Regions from separate parts of the Ovis aries genome. Here region 2 is linked to region 1. A link is a contact called in public Hi-C data. All regions are on one chromosome and are shown on one strand. The core of a region is the stretch at or near the end of the contact, and the rest is flanking DNA. Distances in the headings are between cores, read along the strand shown. Region 1 has its middle 51 kb from the start of SLC25A33. Region 2 overlaps H6PD (hexose-6-phosphate dehydrogenase/glucose 1-dehydrogenase).

What was found. A called contact is a pair of places that touch in the nucleus more often than the background predicts.
Region 2: a Hi-C map of tail adipose tissue shows a contact between it and region 1, with 4 times the contacts expected there. The contact joins two enhancer-like sites. A contact is called at or near these places in 5 of 16 Hi-C or Micro-C datasets (blood, hypothalamus, mesenteric adipose tissue and 2 more).

Annotation. Positions count from the first base shown.
Region 1 is chr12:43,252,715-43,258,586 of ARS-UI_Ramb_v3.0, forward strand. No RefSeq gene overlaps it. Among named protein-coding and RNA genes, the nearest start is that of SLC25A33, 51 kb to the left of the region's middle. Within about 2 kb of position 2,522, at least 4 of the 54 cell types and tissues checked have an H3K27ac peak or open chromatin away from gene starts, as enhancers often do. A contact at or near this core is called in tail adipose tissue, where this site is marked.
Region 2 is chr12:43,462,621-43,468,252 of ARS-UI_Ramb_v3.0, forward strand. It overlaps H6PD (hexose-6-phosphate dehydrogenase/glucose 1-dehydrogenase), which reads right to left. Exons shown (of 5, transcript XM_027975665.3): 5 at 1,311-5,632. Among named protein-coding and RNA genes, the nearest start is that of SPSB1, 27 kb to the left of the region's middle. Within about 2 kb of position 3,196, at least 20 of the 54 cell types and tissues checked have an H3K27ac peak or open chromatin away from gene starts, as enhancers often do. A contact at or near this core is called in tail adipose tissue, where this site is marked.

The DNA of each region.
Region 1 (5,872 bases), core at 1,272-3,771:
CCCTCCCCATCCCAGTCTGCTCCTGACCCCTGTGATCTGTACTCCATCTTTCCAGTGGCCCAGGCAGAAGACGCTGGGGTCATCCCTGGCTCTTTCTCTCACACTCGACATCCAGTCTTTCGGAAAAATTCTTTCAGTTTGGTGACGTGAGAAGATGCTCTGGATTTGACTGTTCTCACCACCTCTCCTGCTTCCTCTCTCGACCAATTACTGTAATAACCCCCTGGGGAGTCTCCCTTTTGCTCTTCCAGAATCTTCTCAATATAGCAGCCACACTGATCATTTTAAAAAATAATAATAATTAATTTTATTTTGGACTGCATCGGGTCTTAGTTGTGGGATGTGGGATCTTAGTTCCCAGATGAGGGATTGGATCCAGGGGAGCCTCACACTGATCCTTTTAATCATGAATCAGATCATGTCACTCTTCTGCTCGAAACCTCCCAAGGCCCCCATTTCACTGAGGGGGGAAAAAGCTGAAGTTTGTTCTGTTACCGAGTCTAAGCTTGTACTGCTTGCCTGACAGGACAATAATTGAGACATGAGTTGTTGGGGCAAGGAATCACTTTATTCAGAAAGCAAGCAAACTGAGAAGATGGTGGACTCACGCTGCCAAGAACCATCTTGCCCGAGTTAGAATTCTGGCTCTTTCTATACTAAAAGGGGAGGGAGCAAACTCAAACAATCTGCTTCCACTCAGACTCTGGAGGGGACGTGTTCATTTCTGTGCATCACCTTACGGTCAGCATCACCGACTCAATGGACGTGAATCTGAGCAAACTCTGGGAGATGGTGAAGGACGGGAGCCTGGCATGCTGCAGTCCATGGGGTCGCAAAGAGTCGGACACAACTTGGTTACTGAACAACAACAAGGCTGCAGTCATTGACTGATGGACCTGCTCAGGATGTTCCCTGTGAGCTAACAAAGGTGTTTTAGCTTAATGCTCATTACCTGGGAAGTAGGGTTCCCAGAGCTGGGCTATTATGTATAATTTAAGCTTATGGGCACCATCTATACAGTGATTAACTTCCAGCCACTTTACCCAGGGAAGGATGATTGAGCTGTGTGTCAGCAAAGAGGAGTCTGCAATGCCAGACTGCAGCCCCATTTAATTTTTTTATTGTGGTAAAATACACATAAGTTTTCCAGGTGGCCCTAGTGGTAAAGCATCTACCCGCTAATGCAGGAGACTCAGGTTTGATCCTTGAGTCTGGAAGATCCCTTGGAGAAGAAAACGGCAATCCACTCCAGTATTCTTGCCTGGAAAATCTCATGGACAGAGGAGCCTGGTGGGCTACAGCCCATGAAGTTGCATAGAGTCAGACATGACTGACTGAGCGTGCATGCATGCAAAATACATGTAACATGAATGTTGCCGTTTAAAACCATTTTAGAGTATGTACTTCAGTGGCATTAAAGGCATTCACCATGCCGGGCAACCACCATTATTGTTTGGTTCCAGAACTTTTTCATCACCCCAAAAAAAGACCCCACACCAATTAAGCAGCTGCTTTCAGTTCTTTCAGACTTCCCTGGTGGCTCAGACAGTAAAGCGTCTGCTACAATGCGGGAGACCCGGGTCCAATCCCTGGGTCGGGAAGATCTCCTGGAGAAGGAAATGGTAACCCACTCCAGTATTCTTGCCTGGAAAATCCCATGGACCTCGAAGCCTGGTAGGCTACAGGCCATGGGGTCGCAAAGGGTCAAACACGACTGAGCGGCTTCACTTTCTTTTCAGTTTTTTCTTCCCTCCAGCCCCTAGAAATCACTTGTCTGCTTTCTGCCTCTATAGATATACCTATTCTGGATATTTCTCTTTTTTTTTAATTAAAAAAAAACTCAACTCTTAGTTGAGTCATGTGGAATTTACCTCCCCGACTTAGGATCAAACCTGAACTTCCTGCATCGGGGATCTGGAGTCTTAGCCACTGGACCACCAGGGAAGTTCCTCTCTATGGGCATTTGCAGGGACCTGGGATGCTGGAATGACCAGGGGAGGGGGTCGGGATGGTCCCAGAGCTCCAGGATTACCCGCTAAGTCACATGGCTTTGCTTCTCAGGTTGAATGTGCTTTAGGCAGAAACATCACGACACAAAGCAGTTTCCTCTTACAGCCTGATAAAGAGGATCCAAGGAGGGCAGAAAAGCAGGCCAGGAACAGGAAGAAAACTCACGCTCAGATAGAACATGTGATTCCATGAGTATCTCAAATATGCTCAATCCAGCCAAGATCGTGTCTGCAATCAGGCCGATGAGAAGTCCTTGCACAAAAATAGCACCCTTGGAGATAAGAAGATGTTTCTTACCAGGAGAATTTTCTTTTGGGTCTTCACATAGTTCACCAGTGACTCTGGAGGGAATTTTGAGGAACGAAGGCAATAAATGTGATGAAGAGGTTGGAGGGCCTGATTATGAGTGAAGATGAAACGACAGCTTGGCCATAGCATGGGTTTCGGGGAGTTATGGCCTCCATTTGGCAGATGCGAAGGGTCCCAGATGGAAGGAGAGGTTGGAGGAGTCTGGGAGGGTATAAGTAGGAGTAATGGTGTGATATTATGAAAAGAAAGCGATAGGCTGTGGATAAGATGGTTTCTGGGCAAAGAGCCTGTTTAAGAAACAAATAGCCTCCGAAGGGCGGTGGACGTGCCTCATGGCTCGTTAAGGCAAACATTTGGCAAGATCAAAGTCTTAGAAGCTGCTCTGTTGGGAGTGACCACCTCCTCCCCAACTCAGATGCTTCATCTCCACGCCCCTTGTCTCTTTCACAAGTTTGGAAGTGCCGTGTGGGTTTGCAACCCAGGTCTTCAGGGTGGTGGATGGAGTTCTGGGCCGTGAGCACAGGCTCAGAGGAGAGCTTAGCAAGGAGGAGCAGATAGATGAGCTGGCTGGAGAGCATCTTTATCTACCCAGGGAGAAGAGGATGGAGGGTGCTGTTGGAATCCTGGGGTAAACAACACATGTGCTTCTGGCCTCTGGCCTGAGCCAAGCAGATATTGGAACGGTCCTACCCGGGCCAGTTTCTTTGATTTCTATGGTTCCTCTGCCCACTGGGTTGTGATGCCTCAACGTTTCTGGTTGACAAGGCAGTTTCATGTCCATTACCTCCTTGATCGTCCTTACTATTTGAAGCTGACCCTTCGAGTGGCAGAAGGATTTGCATCATCTTGTCTGTTCCCCTGATTTGCTGTTGAGAATATTGGGGCCCCCAAAGAGCAAGTGACTTGATCTGAGGTAGCTGGTGATTCCAGACCTTGCGTGTGGAACACTGGAACCACGCGTGTGACACGTATGAGAAGAGCGCTTTGGTGAACTCCAGAAGGTTGCCTCTGGGAAGAGAAATGGGTGGCTGAGGGTGGACAGGGGCTGGAGAGAGACTTACTGTGTTTGCCCATGTACACTGAAGATTTAAAAATATATATTTATTTAATTTTCTGATCCAGAAGTTGCCCCTTTCTTTCTTTTTATTTATTTGGCTGCGCTGGGTCTTAGTTACAGCATGTACATCTAGTTCCATGACCAGGGATTGAACCTGGGCCCCCTGAGTTGGGAGCACGGAGTCTTAGCCACTGGACCACCAGAAGTTGCCCCTTTCTGACAGCAAAGACCATTTGGAATGTGGTCCACTCCTGTGTCTAGAATTCTGCCTGCTCTTTTTCCCAGGAGCCAGTCAGCTCTCACTAGGGAGGCAGCAAACTCTGAGCTGGTGGTGTGGCCACAGGGGCCTCAGGACAGCTCCCTTTGGCTGGTGTCCGCACTGCGGTCAGTGGTCTGCATGGAAGGGGCAGCGCGGGCCCTGGAGCCGCCATCCCCTCTCACTGGCAGAACTGGACGCTCTTCACCTAGTATCTGGTTTCCTCGTGCTGCTTTTCCTTCAGGAATAAACAGTTCATCTAGAGCGAGTGTAAAACTTTGTTTTGTGGGTCGGGAAGGCCACCTCTCACTGCTCCATTGGAGGAACCCATTTGGCTCCTGGAGTCACCCCTGATGGCTAGTGGACAGAGACGAAGCTGTCCATCCTGGGAGCCCCACAACCCTGCACAGAGCCCTTGGATTGGCTGACCTCTGACCTCTGACCTCTGAGTTGGCTTGTTGGCAGATGGGCTGGCTAAGGGTAGGACCACAGCCAGACTGCTGCGATACAAACGTCACCCTGCCACTTAGCAGCTGTATGACTTTGGGCAACTTACTCAACCTCTCTGTGCACTGTGCCCCCAGCTTCCAAAACATGTGGTAATAATAACACCAACTCCACCAAGCTCTTATGAGAATGAAATGGTTTGGTAGCTGCTCTTAGGACAATGACTGGCACAAAAGATTCTGTAAGTTCTTGTCACATAAACTGAAGCAAAGAGGGTGATCCTCAGCAGGATTCTGGCTCTCTCTCAGGTTCCAGGGTACTTTGTCACTGTGCTCTTCTGGTGCTTAGCAATTTTTTCTTTCTTTGGTAGCGCTGCCTGTCTTTGTGGGATCTATGTTCCCTGACCAGGGATTGAACCCAGGCCCTTACAGTGAAAGCACCAAGTCCTAACCACTGGACTGTCAGGGAATCCTCTGGCACTTAGCTATTTTTTAAAAGAGAAGATTTGTTAATTTTATTGATTCTTTTGGGTGGTGGGGAGGAATCAGTTTCTTCCATTGAATTTCTCTACTGTTTTCCTATTTTCGGTGTAATTGAGTTCTGCTATTTATTAGTTCCTTATTTATTTACTTATTTGGCTGCACTGGGTCTTAGTTGCAGTATTTGGGATCATCAATCTTCCTTGCAGCTGTGGGATCTTTAGTTGTGGCATGTCGGATTTAGTTTCCTGACCAAGGATCGAACTCAGACGCCTTGCACTGAGAGTCTGGAGTCTTAGCCAATGGACCACCAGGGAATACGCTGGTACTTGGCTATTTGTAACTTATATTATTGTTATTGGACCCAGGGTGGACATTGCCTTAAATATCTGGGCTCCACACACTATCTGGTGCAGGATCTGGGTCACAGCAGCTCTGGATGAGCATTAATGAATGAATCAGCAAATGGAACATCCCCCTTCTTCCACATTAATAGACTGTTCCTGGAACAATGAATCACCAGGAAACAACCTTTGACTTGTCTGCGGGGGCATCTGGGTCTGGTTGGGAACTTGTAGGGTCACTGTATGACCTCAGTGGGAGTGCATGAGCCACTCAGGTGCTCCAAATCCAGGCAGGTGCCAGGTGAGTGGCTTGGCTTCTCAGAGTGACATGGAGCAGGACGTTATGGTCCTGTCCCCTACGCCCTCTGCCTGTCTTTTGTCTGTGGACAAACTTTAGTCAAAGAATAAGTTTAATCAGAGAAGTGAGAAACACAACAAAGGAAAATAGTCACAGGAGACCAAATGATGATAGGGTAGTCACTAAGCATCATCAAGGACCTTCAGCTCCTTCTCAAAGACTACAGCTAATATTCTGGGCCATATCCTGTCAGCTGTCTTACAGAGACTGAAACAACACGTGGAGAAAACTGCATGATGAGCAGACTGCACCCAGGACATGAGCTGCCACACTTCCGAGAACCAGCCACAAGGAAATGGAAACAGACTGACCCTGGAACTGAAGACTGACTGTACCTAAAACAACCAGGATGACGTTGCTCAGACACTGATGACCAATTTGAAGATGACTGTCAGAGCTGACTGTGCTGCTTCTGCATGTAGCACTCCCCCTACTTCTCTCTATAAAAGCTCTTGCCCCGCTGGTTGCCAGTGTGGGGTGGGGAGTCAGCCTTTGGGCAGGTGTCCACCACCCTCCCCCAACAGTTGCTGGCATCTGAAAGTAAGCAAACTTTCCTTTCCACCAACCTGGCCTGTCTATTGGCTTCTGAATGGTGAGGAGCCAGATCCCACA
Region 2 (5,632 bases), core at 1,946-4,445, 210 kb after region 1:
AACATAAAAAATAAAGGCTACAAAACCATGTGACACAGAGATAGAGCATCTCCTGAGGGAGGGAGGTTGCTGAACATGAAAAAACTACTAGGTGGGGTGGCAGGCACTGCAGACAACTTTGTTTTTAATTTTTTAAACTTTTTTGGCCATGCTGTGCAACAGGCAGGATCTTAGTTCTCTGACCAGGGATGGAACTTGTGCTCCTTGCAGTGGGAAGCAAGGAAGGAGTCTTAACTCCTGGACCAACTGGAAGTCCCTTAATGGTGTCTTTTTTATACATAAATGAAAATCAAAATGAGAAAATTCAGTTTTTCCAAACTGCCTCCCCTCTTGATTGGAAGTGAGAATGGGGACAGACCTCAGCTTTGGGGGCCCCCCGGTACTGACAATCACAAAGAGAATCAAGGAAGACAAGGAGTCAGTAGTGAAGGCCAGGTGCCCCGACCCCGGCCAGCGCTTTGCTCTCAGGACCGGCAGACTCTGTCCTGGGCCCCAGATTTGGTGGTAGCCGACAGGTCTTGACGACAGTTACCTCTTGACCGTCAGTGAAATGAGGTCTCCTGTCTGGGCTGTGTTGGACCCTGCTGTGGAAGTGTGGACTCTTAGCGGTGCGTGGCGGCCACCTTGAGGTATGGCTGTGTCCAGTGGATCAGAGATGACCTCGGAGACCACTTCTAACAGAATGTGGGGCTAGAAGTGACTGGAAGGCCAGAGTAACCTGCTAGTGAAGAGGACGTGGAGGAGAAAGAGGAATTTGAAGAGGGGTGGACAGTGGACCTCCCAAATAAAGGGCAGATGGAAGGATCAAGAACATGAGCAGAGGCTCAGTGAGGACATGAGTTTTGGTCACCTCTGCTAATATTGCTCTGCTAATATTTCTGCAGTGGCGGGGACTGGACTGCAGTGATTTAACATTTATTTGTGTGCCTTTTGGCGATGTATGAATTCACTTATGAGTATGCGTTATTTTACCAAAATACTGATGCTTCCAAAGGCGCCCCAACTGACACCCACCTCAGACATCACAGTGAGTGCCCTCCAGGCGAGGCCTGCTGCATGAGTGATCCGCCAGGTAGACTGACGGGGAGACGACATCCCTCAGGCTGCTTGTGAACTTACGAAACCCAGTCGTCTTGCCCCTCACTGTCTCTCCCAGGAGCCCAAGGGACCCTCAAGCAAGTCGGGACCGGCTGGTTGCTCAGATCCACCTGTGATAGGTGCGGGGTAACTGGGTCTGCCTCGCCACAACCTCTCAGAGCACACACACAGCCCATCACACTCGGTCTCCCAGGAAAAATAACGAGCAGGGATTTTGGGGAAACAATTTTATTGTTTAAAAAATAGATGGTACATTTGACATACAAAAAAGGCATTTTAAAAACTCTGATCTGAATATGTCTCACTGTCAGAGGCATCATTAAAAGTGTCCAGTGTTTCGTACAAGCCAGGAGCAGTTGCTCTTTCTGCAGAAATGTGTGGCATGTTCACGCCATTGGCCGGGTCATCGGTCTTCCACCACCCGGGGGAACAGACAGTCTCTCCGAGGTAACAGCTTGCCTGTCTCTCTTCCCTCCCAACAGAAATCCTGTTTGGATTTCTGTTTCCCCGCACGGGACAGAATGCATGGACACAACCCAGATTGCAACAGACCATGATTTCAGAGCCCACACCCCCCATCCAGGGCTCTTTCTGGCAATAGCTGCTAAGCACAGCACCAAGAAGGCTGGAAACCTTCACTCTGGCTCGGGAAGCGGTGGCTCTCAGAGCCGGCAGAGGCCCCTTGATGTCTGCTCTTACCCTGTCCTTCCAAACCAAGGAGGGGTGGGGCAGACTGTACAGGTCATGCCTCAGAGATGCGCATTCAGCCTTGATTACCAGCTTCTCCAGGGTCCTTTCCTTATACTCGAGTACCCCATACCATTTATAACCAACCTGTCTAGACGACTGTGGGGTACAGCCAAGGACCCAAACTGATGAATATATGTAATTCTGTTTGCACTTCTGTTTCTAAAGCTGCCAGTCGCTCAACCATATTCCATGCGACTTTTAGTGAATGGAAATGTATCTATCCCTTCCCATGCCAGAGGGACAGAAAAGATGCCGAGATTTACTTTAGAACACCTGACAGCAAGGGAAAGACCATCAAGGATAAAGAACCACCACGAACAAAAGCAGCATACTTAATTGAGATCTCCGCCCCTCCCCATCTACGCGTCCCATGCAGATACAGCACTGGTGTCTGCTTTACAAGAGATGGGCTTCTGAAAGTTGGCTGGAAAGGACAGTTCATCAAAGGGCTCATTCCCCCCAACTCCCCCAGCTTGCTGTGAGACCAGAAGCGCCTCCTCTAGTCTCAGGCTACTTTTCTCCTGTGCTGACAGTGTTCGTGAGTGTGCACCTTGCTTTGCAATGAGCTGAGGAATCCTTAAGAGTTCCTCACTCCGGCCCCACCTGGAGTGCTTAGAGCCGGAGGCCAGAAGCCTGAACCTCTGGAGAGGGGTCACGGGATGCTCTGGAAGACGCACATCTTCCAAGAACACAGGCTGGTGTGGTCCCCACTGGCTTCCTCTGGTGAAGATGCCTGGCACTGGGAAGGCCTCTAGAGCAGGAAGAGCGTGAAGCGGGATTTTCATCTCACGTGGAGGCAACAGTGTGCAGCAAAGGACCACAGAGGACATGCTGGTGCCCAGCTCCAACCTCCAAGTGAGCAATGGAAGATGGACCCTGGACTGGTAGGCTGACGCCCGCCCCAATGTTGGCCCGTCAGTGGGGTGCAGTGGGGGGGGCAGGCGGGGTTCTTGGAAGAACAAATCCATGACCTCAGTCAAAACACTCAGGGCCTCCTTGAGAGCTGACCTCACTGCGGATCCCTCCCGATGCTGTCCCTGGGCACAGACCAGCTGCCAAACAGGGATGAGGTTGGAGGACCCACCCTATTCCTCGTGGGAATCTCAACTGCCACCTGCACAGCTGCAGCCTCCAGGGGAAGTGGGAGGTTCCCAGAGGGGAGGTGGAGGGCTGGGAAAGGGATGCTCTTCAGTTCAGCGAATCGATAAGGGGGGAGCGGATGGCCCCTTCTGGGCCATGCAGGCAGCCACCGCGAGACACAGCCGCCTCTCCAGGCCTCGGCCCCACTGGAGTTTGCCTTTGTGGGGCGGGCAGGCACCAAGCTTGGGGACCTGCCACCACGGCTCCCTCACCCTTCTGTCACCACTGGCCTTTCCTGTGACCTGTTCATTCTCGGACACAGACACACTGCCCGGCGTGGACTGAGGTCCATGGGTCCCTGTCTGCTTAAGATAAAAATAGAGCTGGTAAAGCTGATGCAGAGGTTGCTTCTGTAAGACTGTGCGTATTTTTGTCAAGAAAAAAAAAAGTCTGTTTCTGAAAACTAACTTGTAGGAAACCGCCCCTTAAGTTTCTGCGGAAGCGTCTCCCTCCCTTTCTCAGCCACACTGTCTGGTTCTCTACGCAAACGGGGAAGAGGAAGGTCCCAGACCGGGGAGACTGGACCCGTGAGCTCTGGAACAAGAGTCCCCAAGGGAGTGTTCTGAAATACCGCCTGCTGGCAGAGCTCGGGTTGTGCTGGTCCCTGGGAGGCCCGGGACTGGGAAGAAAGCACTGTCGGCAGAAGAACAAGAAGTGGGGCAGGAGGACAGGACTGTCCTAACTTGCAGTTGGCAGGAAACTTTGCTCCCGGAGCAACATCAGAATCTAGCTTCTAGCAGCTGGGAAAGTCCCTAAATCTCTCCCTGCAGCAACTGGTAATAAACCTGCTTCAGAGAAGAGGATGTGAGCCGGCCTCCAAGAGGAGGGGCCGGTCTCCTTTCACAGGCCTGCAGAGCCGCTCCAGCTGCCTGGGCTCTGTCTGGGAAACGCTGGGAGCTGCACTGGGCTCCCTGGGAAGGAGGTGGTACCGCAGGATGGCTGGGAGCACATGTCTACAACCCTGCGGTCCACGTCCGGTTTAGAACTGGCCTGCTGTCGTCAGACAACTCCAGTTTCAACTTCAAAATCATCGGTCAATTAGGATCCCTCCACCTTCTCACGGGGTTGTTGTAAAGACGAAACAAGACCATACAGCAGAAAACATTTAGTACTCAGCCTGCCACCCTCTGTATAGGACACATCATCACCGCTTCCAGAAGCCCTGGGGCTCCGACTGATGTGTCTTCCATCACCCACCCCTCCCCTCCCTTGTGATGGGAGCGGTGAGCATCCCACCACGGAGGCTGTAGCAGCATCAGTGGAGACCAGCCTGATGCATGAAGCTGCAGGAACAGGAAGCCTGGGTACCAGTTCCAGAGTGCTCATGAGCATCCCTGTGTAAGCTGGGTGCCCGTGCTCCTTTCCAACCCTTGGGACCTCGGTTTACCCAACAGTGTAAAAGTCAGATTAGAGCAACACGTTTCAAACTATGGATCAGCTTGATTTAGTGAATTATAAGCAGCATTTTTTTTTTTTTTTTAAAAAGAAGGTATCCAGAATTCTCAGGATGAGAATTCATTTATGGAACTTTGGCTTGAGATGCAGATTCATACATGAGTGCAAGCGCTGACTCATGATGTAAAGTGTGTTTCTTGCTGTGGATCATGACCCAGAAAGTCTGAAAACCACCAGCACAGGATAGGAGAGAGAAAAGGGGAAGGGGAGCGGGAGGAAGCGGGACTGTGACAAGGGCTCCCAGTGGACTACGCTGGTGTGAGTTTAAGACAGTGCTTCCTAGAGGGGTGGGATTGGGGGTGGGGAGCTTCGAGGGAGGTTTAAGAGGGAGGTGCACATGTGCATGCTCTCTGCAACCCCTTGGGCCGTAGCCTGCCAGGCTCCCTGTCCATGGGATTCTCCAGGCAAGAATACTGCAGTGGGCTGCCATTTCCTTCTCCAGATCTTCCCGACCCAGGGACTGAACCCACATCTCCCATACTGGCAGGTGGACTCTTCACCAGCGAGCCACCAGGGAAGCAGCGCAGGAGGCAGGGGATGTGTGTACAAAGAGCTGACTCACTCTGTTGTACGGCAGAAACTAACACCATAAAGCAACTGCACCCCAATTAAAAAACAACAAAAACCCCAGAGCACTTGATTCTGGGAAGGAAACCCTGGCACTTCCTGCCCCGCCTGGCCCCTACACACGCTCTCCAAAGATGAAGGTGCATTTTGAGGCAAGGTGCTCCTCTCAGAACAGGACATGCCCGGCTCAGGCCTGTGGTAACTTGCTGTTACTCAGAAATGGTGACATCAGAAGTTTGCTGGCCCCTTATCCTGCAGCGACACTTGGGCACATGCAAGTCCCTCTCTTTCTCACAGAAGTTCCTAAGGAACAGATTGGGGAGGGGGAGGTCCTCAGTGCTAGGGATCCGGGGAGGCTCAGGAGCCTGGGGGCGGGGAGAGATGAGCGGCTCTGTGGTCCAGACAGCAGGGATGGTCTGAGGGCGCCCCCATGTGGCCACACGTGACACCTGCAGTCACGTGTCCATTCCCGCAGTCCACTCCCATCAGCAGCCTCAAAGCTAAAAACGCTGATTTTCAGAAAGGGAGGAAACTTTCCCACCTGGGCACTGTGCTCTGATCGGCCAAGGTGAGTCTTCTGGGCATTAATATTGATGTCCTGTCTGGATGGGGTCTCTGGAGG